Linked DNA regions of Ovis aries: region 1 is linked to region 2. The links are chromatin contacts, called in public Hi-C maps. All regions are on one chromosome and are shown on one strand. The core of a region is the stretch at or near the end of the contact, and the rest is flanking DNA. Distances in the headings are between cores, read along the strand shown.

Region 1 (6,116 bases), core at 3,010-5,509, 250 kb before region 2:
CTGTGTCCAACTAGTTTGTAGTGTCCGGAGTGTCCAGACGTCCTGCCCCAGCCCTGTGTTTCACAGTGACCCTTTCGACCCACAAGGATAAAGGCCCTGTTGCTGGGCGGGATGGTGGCAGGCTCTATGCAGACCACTGGCAGGGCCCCTGCCCCAGCCTTTCCTCATGGCCACTGTCCACCCTCAGGTTGCCGGGAATATTGAGTGGCCAGGATTGGGAGGCCAGGCAGCCGGGGCTACAGGTCAAGGCCCGTGGGTACCTCCCCTCCCTGTAGGTGTCGGTCACCTGAGGACCCACCTGGCCACACGGCCAGTGAGAGCTGAGCACACAGACCCAAGGACCAAGGGTGGCAGGCACGGTGCAACACTCTGTAATTTTTAACTGCCAGGCGGTCCGGCCCTGCCCCCTCTGTCCTCAGGCGTCATTTAACCTACTTCTTCCCCCAAGGGCTGTGACCCAAGGCCGGGCCAAGCAGGGGTGGGCGAGGGGCCACCTGGTGGGAAGGAGAGCCCCAGCCTCAATTCCAGACTCCTCTGTGGGTGACATTGAGCCTTGGGAACCCTCTGGCCCCTAGATCCACACCAAGCATCGCCCCGCACTCAGAGGAGTGGGCCTCTCCCACAAACCCACCACTGGCCTGAGGGTGACAAGAAACACTGGGGCCCCTCCGGCCCCCACAGAGCCAGTTCTTGGAGAGGTGAGCATGGCAGGTGGAAACCCCCTGCTGGAGGGGCTATCAAGGGAGGTGAAAGGTGGTCACAGAGCAGAGAGTCTCAAAACATGGACACATCTCAGGGAACAGGCACCTTCCCAAAGGGACCACCCAACAACCACCAAACACTGACGCCCTCCCAGCTCCCAGTTCCCAGCTCCTGGTGGAAGGCCACGTGGAGGACACGCGCATGCCTGTACAGGGCACGCCCCGAAGCCGGAATCTAAAGATGAGGAAGCAGCTGGACAACTCAGACAGGGTGTCACAGGACAGTGGCCAGACTGTCCAGAAACATCCGTGTCAGGAAAGCGAGGTGGGAGGGACCATCCAGGGTGAGAGAGTGAGGAGCCACGGCCACCAAGGGCCACGTGGCGCCTCGATGTGCCCAGGCCCCCGAGCAGAGACAGGAGCCAGCTTCATAAAGGATGTCACTGGGACCTGGAGGGCCCTGTGAGTACGGCCTGCTCGTCAGAGAACAGGCGGACAGGTGTGATGCCCCCGCTGCAGGAGACACACTCGGGAAGGCCAGGCAACAGGTTGGGATGTGGCGCTCACAGCAACGAAATGAGCGTGTGCACCTGCACGGGGGTGTGAGTGTGGACACACACGTGGACGCGTGTGAGTGGTGTGTGTGGCCCTGCAAGACACATGGACAGGCCTGGGGAAGAAGGGGAACCATGGTGAAGGGCGCACGTGAGCAGACTCCGCACAGTCCTTCTGATTTTTCTGCAGGTTTGCAACGTTCCCACAAGAGAAGTTCACAGGGAGAGCAGAGCTCACCTCCTGTGTCCACCTGGAGCACTCTCTCCACTGCCTGTCTCTGGAAATGCATCTGGCTCAGCAGAGGGGGGTCAGACCTGCTTTCCAGGCACATCCCACCCCTGCGGCCACACGTGGGAGTTACCCTGCCAAGCCTTCAAACCCCTCTAGCAGGTTGCCTACCAGCTGGAAGCAGTTCTCAGCTTCCCTAAGCACCCAGCAGGCGACACCACCACCAATTTCCCTTAATTGACATCATTTATGTTCAGTTTCCAGGTAACCCTAGTGGTAAGAGAATCTACCTGCAATCCAGGAGACATGGGTTCAATCCCTGGGTTGGAAGATGCCCTGGAGGAGGAAACGGCAGCCCACTCCAGTATTCTTACCCTTACAATCCCATGGACAGAGGAGCCTGGTGGCTTCAGTCCATGGGGTCACACAGAGTCGGACAGGACTTAGTACATTCACTTCAGTCAAAAGGAGGAACAATGAAGTGTCCCCAACTGCCGATGGTCACACTGGCGGTCCATCCACACAGCGGAGTGTGGTTCAGTCATGAAAAGAAGGAGGGCCTGACACACACCGCAACACAGATGATGCTTGAACACATGACATCCAGTGAAAAGCCACACACAAAGGTCACATAAAGACTCCACTTACATGAAATAGAGTAGGGAAATCTATAGACCCTGATGCTGAGAAAGATTGAGGGCAGAAGAAGGGGATGACAGAGGATGAGATGGTTGGATGGCATCCCTGACTCGATGGACCTGAGTTTGAGCAAACTCCGGGAGATGGTGAAGGACAGGCAAGCCTGGTGTGCTGCAGTCCATGGGGTTGCAAAGAGTCGGACACGATTTAGAGACTAAACAACCACATAGAAGGTAAACCAGTAGATTAGTGGTTGGTTAGGGCTGGGGTGACAGCTAAAAGGTTTCTTTTTTTTTTTTTTACTGAAATATAGTTGATGTGCGATATTCTGTAAGTTCCAGGCGTACAATATAGTGATTCACAACTCTGAAAGGTTAGGCTTCATTCGTGGTTATTATAAACCCCATGTTGCTTATTTTATACCTAATAGCGCGTAACTTAACCCCAGCCCCTATCTGGCCCTTTCCCTCTCCCCACTGGTGGCCACTGGCTTGTTCCCTGAATCTTCCCTCTCCCCACTGGTGACCACTGGCTTGTTCTCTGAATCTGTGATCCTGCTGCTTTTCCGTCATTTTCATTGGCTGCATCTTTTAGATTCCACATATATGTGCTATGCTTCCCTCGCGGCTCAGACGGTAAAGCATATGCCTGTTACGCAGGACACCAGGGTTCAGTCCCTGGGCTGGGAAGATCTCCTGGAGAAGGGCATGGCAAGACACTCCAGTATTCTTGCCTGGAGAATCTTATGGACAGAGGAGCCTGGCGGGCTACAGTCCAGGGGGTCACAAACAGTCGGACACGACCAACACTTTCACTATATGTGGTAATCGCACGATACAATGGTATTTTAGTGGTATAAGTCTTTTTCTGTCTGACGTATTTCACTCGGCATAATGCCCTCCAAGTCTATCCATGATGTTTTAAGTGGCAAAATCAAGGCTTGTTTTTGAAAAGATAGAAATGTTCTGAAGTTACGAACATCTTTGAACTAAAACCTTCTGAATCATACCCTTTAAGTCAGTGAATTTATGACATGTGAATTATGGCTCAGCAGAGCTGTTTAAAAAAAGAGTGAAGGGAGCCTGTCACAGTTGTCAAACCACACAACCCTGACACTATTTAATTTGCATTTATTTGATGGTTCCTGAGATTGATGTTTTGAATACAGTCAATGAAAATATTTCTCTCCTTTATAAATTCCTGTGCACTTTTACTCATTTTTAAGAGAGTATTTAATCTTAAAAAAAAAAAAACAGTCAATGGTTGTCTTTGCTACTAATGATGTTTTTCAAGCTTACCACAAGCCTCTTTCACAAAACCCAGGTTCCTACTTTTAATGAGTTCCATCTGTGCCTGGGGGGGGGCCTCTCTGGGCCTGGGTGCCTGGCAGGTCCACAGAGCTGCCAGTTCTTAGTTCCGCCAGCTCAAGGCTGAAATTCACGCCTGTGCTTCGTTCTGCACAAGGCACGTCGACCAACATCACAGCCATCCTGCATCTCGTCAGGAGCCCTGGGAAGGGGGTGGGCCGACCCCAGAGGGGACAGGGGACAAGGACTCTCCGGCTCAGGGCCCAATGTGTACCCATGTCCCTGTGCCCCTGTGCTCCACCTCAGAGGACATTGTCCTTCATTCAACAAACACTCCTTGAGCTCCTCCTATGGGCCCAACCTGCTCTGGGCGCTGGAGACGTGTCAGCCTCGGGCAGGAAGAATCAACCACAGAGAGGACACGAACCAACTGGACAGCAAGGGGTGCACGGGGTGAGTGCCCAGACAGGATGTGGGGCAGAGGGAGGGCACCTGGCGGGGATGGAGAACCCAGCAGCGTCCCCCACACTCGGACACCAAGTCCTGTGCAGTGACCTGGCCTCCCCTGTGGAAGGATCAGATAGCTGCTCGGCCACCCGGGTGGGACAAGCAGGTCCTGCGCCAGTGGGGAGGATGGTCCCCTTTCCTGGAGTCTTAAGGTCAACCAAGCCAGTGTCACCACGAGACCTGGGTCCTTTGGCAGTTGTGGATGCCTTCAGTGTCTGCGGTTCCAGGGTCACGTCCATGACACCCACGACAGGGCACCAGGGGTCTAGTGTTTCAAATAAAGGCCCTTGACCCAGGAAGTTAATATTTGACTAGTATTTCCACCGAAGGTCACATTGCTGCACCATCCTTCGGCGACAGGGACAGCAGGGAGTTCTGAGCAAGGACTTGTCGCCATCCCACCCCAACAGGCACAGGGCAGCCTCAGCTCCTTGCCATGACCTTCTAGAACCCATGAGAACATGCTGGGGGACAGGAGGCCTTGGAACTGAGAGCTGGGCTCCCATGGGTGGGGGCCACAGCGGGGGTGAGGGGCAGAGAGAACGCAGAGGACCAGCAGGGACCTTAAAGCGGCAAGCTGCCTGATTAGTTTTTAAGGGCCTGACGGTTGCTCATTAACTGGATTTTTCACGGCCGACTGGAGGGCAGGCTCTCGTGGCCAGGTTCCCACGGCGGGGGGATGCGCCAGGGAGCAGCCGCCAGCTCGGTCAGCCCCTATCTGTGACCGCTCCGGTCAGGGTCAGGCCGCGCTCTGGGACGTGCAGCCCGGCCGGTCAAGGCCGGAGCCCCCTACCCCAGTGCCTACAGCCGCCCTTGTAACTTCATGTCCACAGGCACCTCCTGGATGGCAAGCCCCTCGCCCCTTTCTCAGAGCCAAGCCCTCGGGGAGGAAGAGAAGCAGAGTGCAGGAGGTGGGGGGTGGCGGAGCAGCTGTCTGCCACTGGAGGGTGTGCCGTGAACATGACCTTATTAGGAAGAGGTTATGCATGTGAAATTAAGGATCTCAAGACAAACTGGGTCCCAGATCAACAAGGAGGGTCCTCAACAAGAGACACGGCACAGGGAGCAGCCCGTGGAGATGGACGGGAGTGAGAGAGACGACCACCAGCCAGGACGCCCGGAGTCCTGGGAGCTGGATAAGCCAGGAGGGCCCTCCCGAACCCCAGAGGCAGCGCCACCCCTGCCCTCAGACTTCCGGCTCAGAGAGAAGAGATTTTGGTTGTTTTAGGCCCCACAGTATGTGGTCATTTTCAAAGGCTGCCCCATGAGACCCCCAGGGTCACCAAGGACAGGTGGGAGCAGTGAGGGAGGGCAGGGGCCGGCAGCAAGCCCACCCAGAATCAGGGCTTTCCCTGCGGCCAGGGCTGCAGCCTGTGACCTGCCCGCCCGCCCCCGGGGCTGGGCTCGCGTCTGTGGTAGAGGCAGCCCCTGGCCAGGCCCACTGGGTCCCGACCATCCACACAAAGCTGAAACCCACAGGGCAGAGGGAAGGCTGGGGGTCGGCACCACCTGCCCCCACCTTCACCTAGTTAACCCTTGGCCAGGAGGGGACAAGGACAAATCTGGTCACAGCTGTCCATGCAGGCTGCCCAGCACCTGACCAAGCTCAAGGTGCTATAGTCACCCCTCCCAGGAGGCAGCCTCCAGTCATCACCCACCCACGTCACAGGAACGACCTCACCTATGGGGACGTCGGCCAGCCCGGGGTCAGGATGATGGGGTTGGGAAGCAGAGAGTGTGTGAGCCCATCAGGCTCCAGGTCCTGCCAGGGAGGGCTCCACGCAGACAGGACCCGGAGAGAGAGGTCAGCCCTAGTCCAGAGCGGGGACCCCACCCAGTGCCTTGCACAGGCCACCAACTTGGAGTTCCGCTCCACAGGCTGAGGTCAGAAGGGGATGTCACAGCCCCTGACCCCACAGCATCTGCTGGGAGAGTGCAGTCAAGTGCCCCAGAGTCCAGCAAGCCAGAACTTAAGTTGATGCTAGAACAGTCACGAAACAGCTGGTTTGGGTCCTGCTTCCTGCCCTTTCAGGGCCGGGGGGACACAGGCGAGTGAAGGACCAGGTCGGGCCATAGCTCTCAAGGCAGGTGTCCAGACACCTCGTCCACCTGGCTCCAACTTTTCCTTCTGGCTAAATTCACAGCTGGAGCCATAAATCCCTTCTCAGACTCATTCCTA
Region 2 (6,802 bases), core at 1,071-3,570:
CAAGGAAGGTTCAGTTCAGTTCAGTTGCTCAGCTGTGTCTGACTCTTTGTGATCCATGGACTACAGCATGCCAGGCTTCCCTGTCCATCACCAACTCCCAGAGCTTGCTCAAACTCATGTCCATTGAGTTGGTGATACCATCCAACCACCTTATCCTCTGTAGTCCCCTTCTCCTCCTGCCTTCAGTCTTGCCCAGCATCAGGGTCTTTTCCAGTGAGTCAGTTCTTCGCATCAAGTGGCCAAAGTACTGGAGCTTCAGCTTCACCATCAGTCCTTCCAAAGAATATTCAGGATTGATTTCCTTTAGGATAGATTGGTTTGATCTCCACACAGTCCAAGGAACTCTCAACAGTCTTCAACACCACAGGACAAAAGGATCAATTCTTTGGCACTCAGCTTTCTTTATGGTCCAACTCTTACATCCATACATAACTACTGGAAAAACCAGAGCTTTGACTAGACGGACCTTTGCTGGCGAAGTCTCTGCTTTTTAATATGCTGCCTAGGTTGGTCACAGCTCTTCTTCCAAGGAGCAAGTATCCTTTAATTTCACAGCTGCAGTCACCATCTGCAGTGATTCTGGAGCCCAAGAAAAGAAAGTCTGTCACAATGAAGGTACCAGAGGACAAAAGTGACCAGATTTGACTAAAAACTTCAGCAAGACTGAAGGGGAAGAAACCACTTGAAAAGATATCAGAGGCGTGAAAGCTGGACCGCAGGTGGCACCTGAGGCATGCAATTCATGAGCCTGAGGAACAGGCACACGGGCTGCAAGAGGGGAAACATCTCAGGGTGTGACGAGCCGAATCTGCCACCAAATGGATGCCATGTGCAAGGAGACGGCAATAAAAGGCAACAACGAAAACCCACATCTTTGTCACTGAAATCCGCGACTAGAGAGCGCCAGTGGAGTCGAGACCAAAGCAGTCTGGTTACTGAGGCAATGCAGCTGGGCTGGAGGGCAGCGACAGGGTGTCAGCCAGTCTAAGAGGGGGTGACCCATCTCAGGTCCCTCAAGCTGATCACCTACAAAGGTGGGAGCCTAGGAGACCCTGAGCTCCAGGGTGGGGCAGCCCGCAGGCCTCACCCTACCTGCAGATCTGTATCCCCAAATTGCCAGGAGGCCCTCAGGAGACGTGAGTGTCATCTTGGACGGACGTTCACAGGGAGGTGTGGGAACAGGTCCCTTACTCACTCTGGCCCACAGGGATCTCTTCTGGCTGGAATGTGCCTTCATCCCCAAAGTCTAGCACCCTGGGATCTCATAGGCAGAATCTGAGCCATGACTTGGAGGCCCTGGATTACACCATGGACCCCGGCTACCGCCTGGCCAGCCCCGACCCCCCTCCCCCTCCCCCTGGTGCCCACTGCTGCAAGGTCAGCCTCAGCAGAGCAAGAGAGGGTGGGAACAGGACAACAGAGTGGGCGTGGCTTCAACACAGCCGTAGGGCTGCAAGACGCAGGTTTATGGAAGAGGAATTTTAAACCTTAAGCAGTCACATTATTTCTTCACTTTAGGAAGTGACAACTCTTCACTAAAGATCAAACACACACATACAAATTTTGGTTAGTCTTATTAAAATCAGCAATCTGTTACCACACATTTAGAACTTGAGAGTACAGACTGGGATTTTTTTTTCTTTTGCATTTTTTCTTAATTATTGCCTATGTGAAATATTAAGCTAAAACAGTAGAACTAAAGAATTATGTTACACATAAATAAGCAAAGCAATACTTTTTTAAAAGATGAGAACAAATCATGCAACTGTGCTTTCCAAGTCTGTAACACAGACTCAATTCATTAGCATGCTGCTGCTAAGTTGCTTCAGTAGTGTCCAACTCTGTGAGACCCCATAGATGGCAGCCCACCAGGCTCCCCCGTCCCTGGGATTCTCCAGGCAAGAACACTGGAGTGGGTTGCCATTTCCTTCTCCAATGCATGAAAGTGAAAAGTGAAAGTGAAGTCGCTCAGTCATGTCCGACTCCTAGCGACCCCATGGACTGCAGCCTTCCAGGCCCCTCCGTCCATGGGATTTTCCAGGCAAGAGTACTGGAGTGGGTTGCCATTGCCTTCTCTGATTTATTAGTATAGTTAAACATAAATTATTTGATAAAATTTATAAATCAGGTCATTCAGTAAACTAAACTAGCCATAAGTATTCCATGCCATTGTCTCCTGGCTCCTTTAAAACGGTTAAACCAAAGCCAGTGAACTGAAACTTTCCTGCACTTTTCCACAGGAAGTTGGTATCTGGGTTCAGGCTGTGAAACAGGCTTTTCTCGTTATCGCAGCACAACCCTACAGCGCCGCCTACTGTCTGAAGGCGTCCACCTGGGGCTCTGGGCACGCTGGACAGTGTGGTCGGCCCTCTCCACTGCTCCGTCCTGGCGCTCTGTCCGTCGCAGGCGATGACACAGAACACCACCAACAGACAAGGCCACTCTGCGATGAGGGTGGATGGGGACATCTGAGCGGGCCAGAGGGCGCCTCTGGGAGGAAGGAGACGCGGCGGTGCTGTGCTACGTGCACACTGTCGGCACACAATTAACTGCTCACAGAAAAGTGATTTTTATTGCATGTCAACTATATCTCAATAAAGTCAGCTTTTTAAAAAATCCCAGAAAAAAAACCCACAAATTATATGAGAAAGTCATTGTTCAATTTGAAACAAAAGGTATGTAGATTTCAAGAAGAAGGAATGACTGGATTCCAAACACAGAATGAATCAGTTGGAAAAGACTGGAAAGCCCGGTCTCCCTCATCAGGACAGCAGAGGACAGTGCCACCAGCTCTTGCTGCTGGTGGTGACATATCTCGCGAGGAGACCGGGCTGGGAAGCCGGCAAACAGCCGCAAGCTCAGAGCTGTGTCAGGGAGGCCAAGGTCCAAACTCGGGCTGTAGCCACTTCTCACAGCCCGCTCCACCACCCCAGACGATGCAAGAATGCAGGAAGAAGAGGCTAACACTGAACAAAAAAGGCACGACCCAATGATAAGGCTAGTTAAAGTGCCCTCCATGCCCCCACCCCGACAGCTGCAGCCCGCTTGGGCCCACCAGGCTGCTGGGATCCTCTCCTGTCCCCAATCCCCTGCTCCATGCCCACCTCCCTGTACCATCTGCTTAGAAAATATACAATGTTCAGGACTCCCCACCTCCATGAAGCCTGCAGCCCCTGCCTGGAGAGGTCGCCCGCCTCTGCCCCCACTCTCGTCACAGCAGCAGCAGACACCCCGTCATCACTTGCTTCCTGCCCACCCCCAGCCACGTCCATCCTCCAGGGCCTGCCTATACAGCACTGCACAGGCCTGAGTGCCACCAGGAACCAAGAGACCCACCCTGTCCACTAAGCAGCTCTGGGCTTGGTTCTTCCAGAATGGGGCCCATGGAGCTCTTGGCAATGCTGCCAGTTGCCACCTGACAAACTCCAGGGAGTGACGAGAGACCACATGGAATGTCCCAGTTCATGTCCAAAAGGTGGACCACAAACCCAGCAGCGGTCCACAGCATCCTGGGCACAGCCAAGCGTGCATTAATAAGATGATCAGGAAACATCAATCTTCTAGAATTCTCCATGTGCACAGGAGGGGCAGGGGGTCTCATAGGTTCAGCCTTTCAAATTTTAGAGTGGTAACTACGTAACAAACCCGTCCACAGGAGGGCGATGATAGTATTTCTAAAAATCCCTCCATGAGGACACAGGGAAGAACACCAGATTTTCCTGCATCTACAATGATCAAGCCACAGAGGCTGGGACGGTTGGCTGGCATCACTGACTCAATGGACATGAATCTGATTAAACTCCAGGAGATACTGGAGGACAGAGGAAACTGGTGAGCTGTAGTCCATGAGGTCACAAAGACTTGGACACAACTTAGCGACTAAACAAGATAAATGAACCTCTTCATTTTTCTTTTACACGTCAGTCTTAAGTGTCTGATTCTATTATCTAGTATTGAGTCTAGTATTGACTAGAGCTCAAAACAGCTAGAAGAAAATCACCAGTTAATCTCCAAGAACAACAGATGCAACGGCACAGGACACCGCAAAGGCAACTGCATTTTTATTTGCCGAGTCGTACTTCTGAGGTTGCACTGGGCTTGGGGCTCAGTTGTGTCTGACTCTTGGCAACCCCATGGACTGTAGCCCGCCAGACTCCTCTGTCCACGGGATTCTCCAGGCAAGAAAACTGGACTGGGTTGCCATGCCATCCTCCAGGGGAATCTTCCCAACCCAGGGATCAAACCCAGGTCTCCCGCGTTGCAGGCAGATTCTTTACTGTCTGAGCCCCCAGGGAAGCCCACTCATGAGGTTAACTGTGCACTATTTTGCCTGCAGCCACCCTCAGCCAGGGATATGCAGAGAAGGCACATGGGGGCCCCTCCTGGGTCCTTGCTGGGAGGCTGCCCCCTGGGAGAGGTCCCACCCCTGGCCTGCAGGTCCCCCTCACAGCCAGCGCTGCCTGGTGGCAACCATGACTGCCCTCTGCTTCCAGCAGCATCAGGAGGCCACCCTGGTCCCAAGGGCCTCAGTTAGTGCCTGCCCACAGGTGTAAGGCACATATCTGCTGGATAAATGACAGACGGGGTCCAGAGTGCAACAGAGATCTTCCCTGAACACTGCTGCAGGTGCTAAGAAGCTTCACTGGGACATTCCCTGCCATCTGAGCCCCTACCTGAGGCCTTGGAGCTGAGAAAGAAGGAGCGTTCGGGGCCCAGGACGTTGAAGGGGGCACCCCCAGTTATGCAAGATCAGCCAGGAGAGCATGAACCCAGTGCCTGGTCCGCACCATCACCCACCATGAGGGGTGGGGAGGAGGCCGGAGCTGGACCGTGGTCGGGGGCGACAGCCTGGGCAGAGTCCTCCCAGCAGGTGAGCTCCAGGTATGCGGAGAAGATGGAGTTCTTCCCTCCCCTCAGCTCCAGGCCCTGGTCCACTCACCCCAGCCTCACTCCACCCCCAGGCCCCTCAGAAGTCCATCTGTAGCTCCCTCCATGCACCTGACCACCTAGCAGGCCCCCATCCTTCCCAGCCTGTCTGATGGGCAGTGAGGTGCAGAAGCAGGCCATTAGTTCCAGAATGGCCTCCTGGCTCTGCTGATGAGCCCGTAAGGTCTCCCCGTGAGTACGCTCACAGCGCCTCTAACTGTCTATCCTGCACCGAGTGCCGAGACCACAGCCGCGGTGACACCCTCAGGGCTTCCTTGGGCACCGGGAGTGCCAGGCAGCAGGAACAGGGAGGGGGTGAGCAAGAGAGGGTTCCCCAGGAACCAGCCTCTCCACTCTGGCTTCAAGTCCACGTATGCAGACTCAGTCAAGGGCTGCTGCCAGGGTCTCAGTCTCTAGGCTGCACATATCTTGGGACAGGCCCCAGAAGAAGAACGCCAGGCCCACCTGGGGCCCAGGTGCCCACCTTGGGGATGGTTCTGGGAGGATCCCCAGGCGGCTCTCAGGCTGGTGCTGGCCCAACCTCCAGACATGCTGGGTTTCGCTGCCCGTGGGCACTGCTTCATATGTTCACTGGCCACCCCTGTTTCATATCTGGCGCCAAACCTGTGCAAGCTTTCCTGCCCTTTTTGTGTCCACTGTCTTGTCCATACTGGCTTGTAGGGGCCCGTATGCATTGTGTGCTCTAGAGACCACGCAGGCCTCTGCCCGTCTGGTACACACCGATCAGATACACATCCTATGAGGCACACACCGATGGCAGATACACACCGATGGCAGATACACACCTCAACCAGGCACAGGCGCAGTAAGTTCCCCAATCAATGGGTGTTGGCAGCACACTTCATTCCACACCTTGCTTCTCCCTCCCCCATGATGGTGGCAGAGCTGCAGACATGATGGGCCTACTGCCACAGGAGGCATGGGGAAGGGATGTGCAGATATGATAAAGGTCCCGAATCAGCCGGCTGAGTTAGTGTAAAGCGGACTTCCCTAGGTGGGCTCACCCAATTAGGGTGGAGGAAAGAAATCCATATGGGAGGCAGCAGAAGAGGCTCCCTCCCCTTCCCGTGTCCAGGGGTTGGGGCCAAAGGCCTGCATCCTGCAACCACAAGTAACTCGGTGGGCTGGGTAGGGCCCCTGGGCCTCTAAACTCTGGACCAGGTGAGAGCGGGAGCAAGGAATCCGGCCCTGACCCTGAGACGGCTGGAGGACATTTGCTGCGGTTTGTTTCACAGTGACAAGAAGTTAGTCCACGGGCATCCTGACCACCGATGCTTCCAAGGACAAAACTGGGTTCATGCTCCGCACTGAGCCGGCGGGTGGCCTGTGGCGGCTGGGGAAGTGAGGCTTGCCTGACGCTAGCCACGCCAACTGCACCAACCACAACCACTGCTCCAACCATGCCCAAGACGCCGGCCACGCCCACCACACCGGCCACGCCCACAATCTGGGCTCGTTGGACCCTGAGTGCGTCTCCTCCACGTGGCCTTGGGAAGCAGGCCCTCACTGCCCCACGAGGCAGGACACAAGCTTCCCAATGAGTGATGACTGGACCACCAAGGTTCACATGCAGAAGAGTACGGTCCCCGGCAAGATCCGTTTCCTGCTCGGCTTCCTTGTTCCCAAGCAGAAGAGCAAACACTGGCAGATCTGAGCAGGGCGGACCTCGGCTCCCTGGGCAGCACCGGGGTCCCAAAGGGCCAGTCTCTGCCCCTGGCTGCCCAAGACCTGTGACCTCACAAACAGGGACGCCTCTGCCTGGACGCCCCTTGTTGAGCTGATGCTGATGAGTCAGGCAGGCCACACAAGGACACCTTCTCGGCAGCAGTGACTCATGCCAGAAGCACACTGAGAC

Evidence for each region. Hi-C and Micro-C count contacts between places; a contact is called where the count stands out from the background.
Region 1: a contact with region 2 is called in a Hi-C map of liver, with 11 times the contacts expected there. The contact joins two enhancer-like sites. A contact is called at or near these places in 9 of 16 Hi-C or Micro-C datasets (blood, hypothalamus, liver and 3 more).

The regions. Positions count from the first base shown.
Region 1 is chr1:265,958,089-265,964,204 of ARS-UI_Ramb_v3.0, reverse strand. The region is part of intron 3 of COL18A1 (collagen type XVIII alpha 1 chain); the gene reads right to left. Among named protein-coding and RNA genes, the nearest start is that of COL18A1, 31 kb to the right of the region's middle. Within about 2 kb of position 4,259, at least 2 of the 54 cell types and tissues checked have an H3K27ac peak or open chromatin away from gene starts, as enhancers often do. A contact at or near this core is called in liver, where this site is marked.
Region 2 is chr1:265,701,934-265,708,735 of ARS-UI_Ramb_v3.0, reverse strand. All of the region lies in intron 4 of ADARB1 (adenosine deaminase RNA specific B1), which reads right to left. Among named protein-coding and RNA genes, the nearest start is that of ADARB1, 52 kb to the right of the region's middle. Within about 2 kb of position 2,320, at least 2 of the 54 cell types and tissues checked have an H3K27ac peak or open chromatin away from gene starts, as enhancers often do. A contact at or near this core is called in liver, where this site is marked.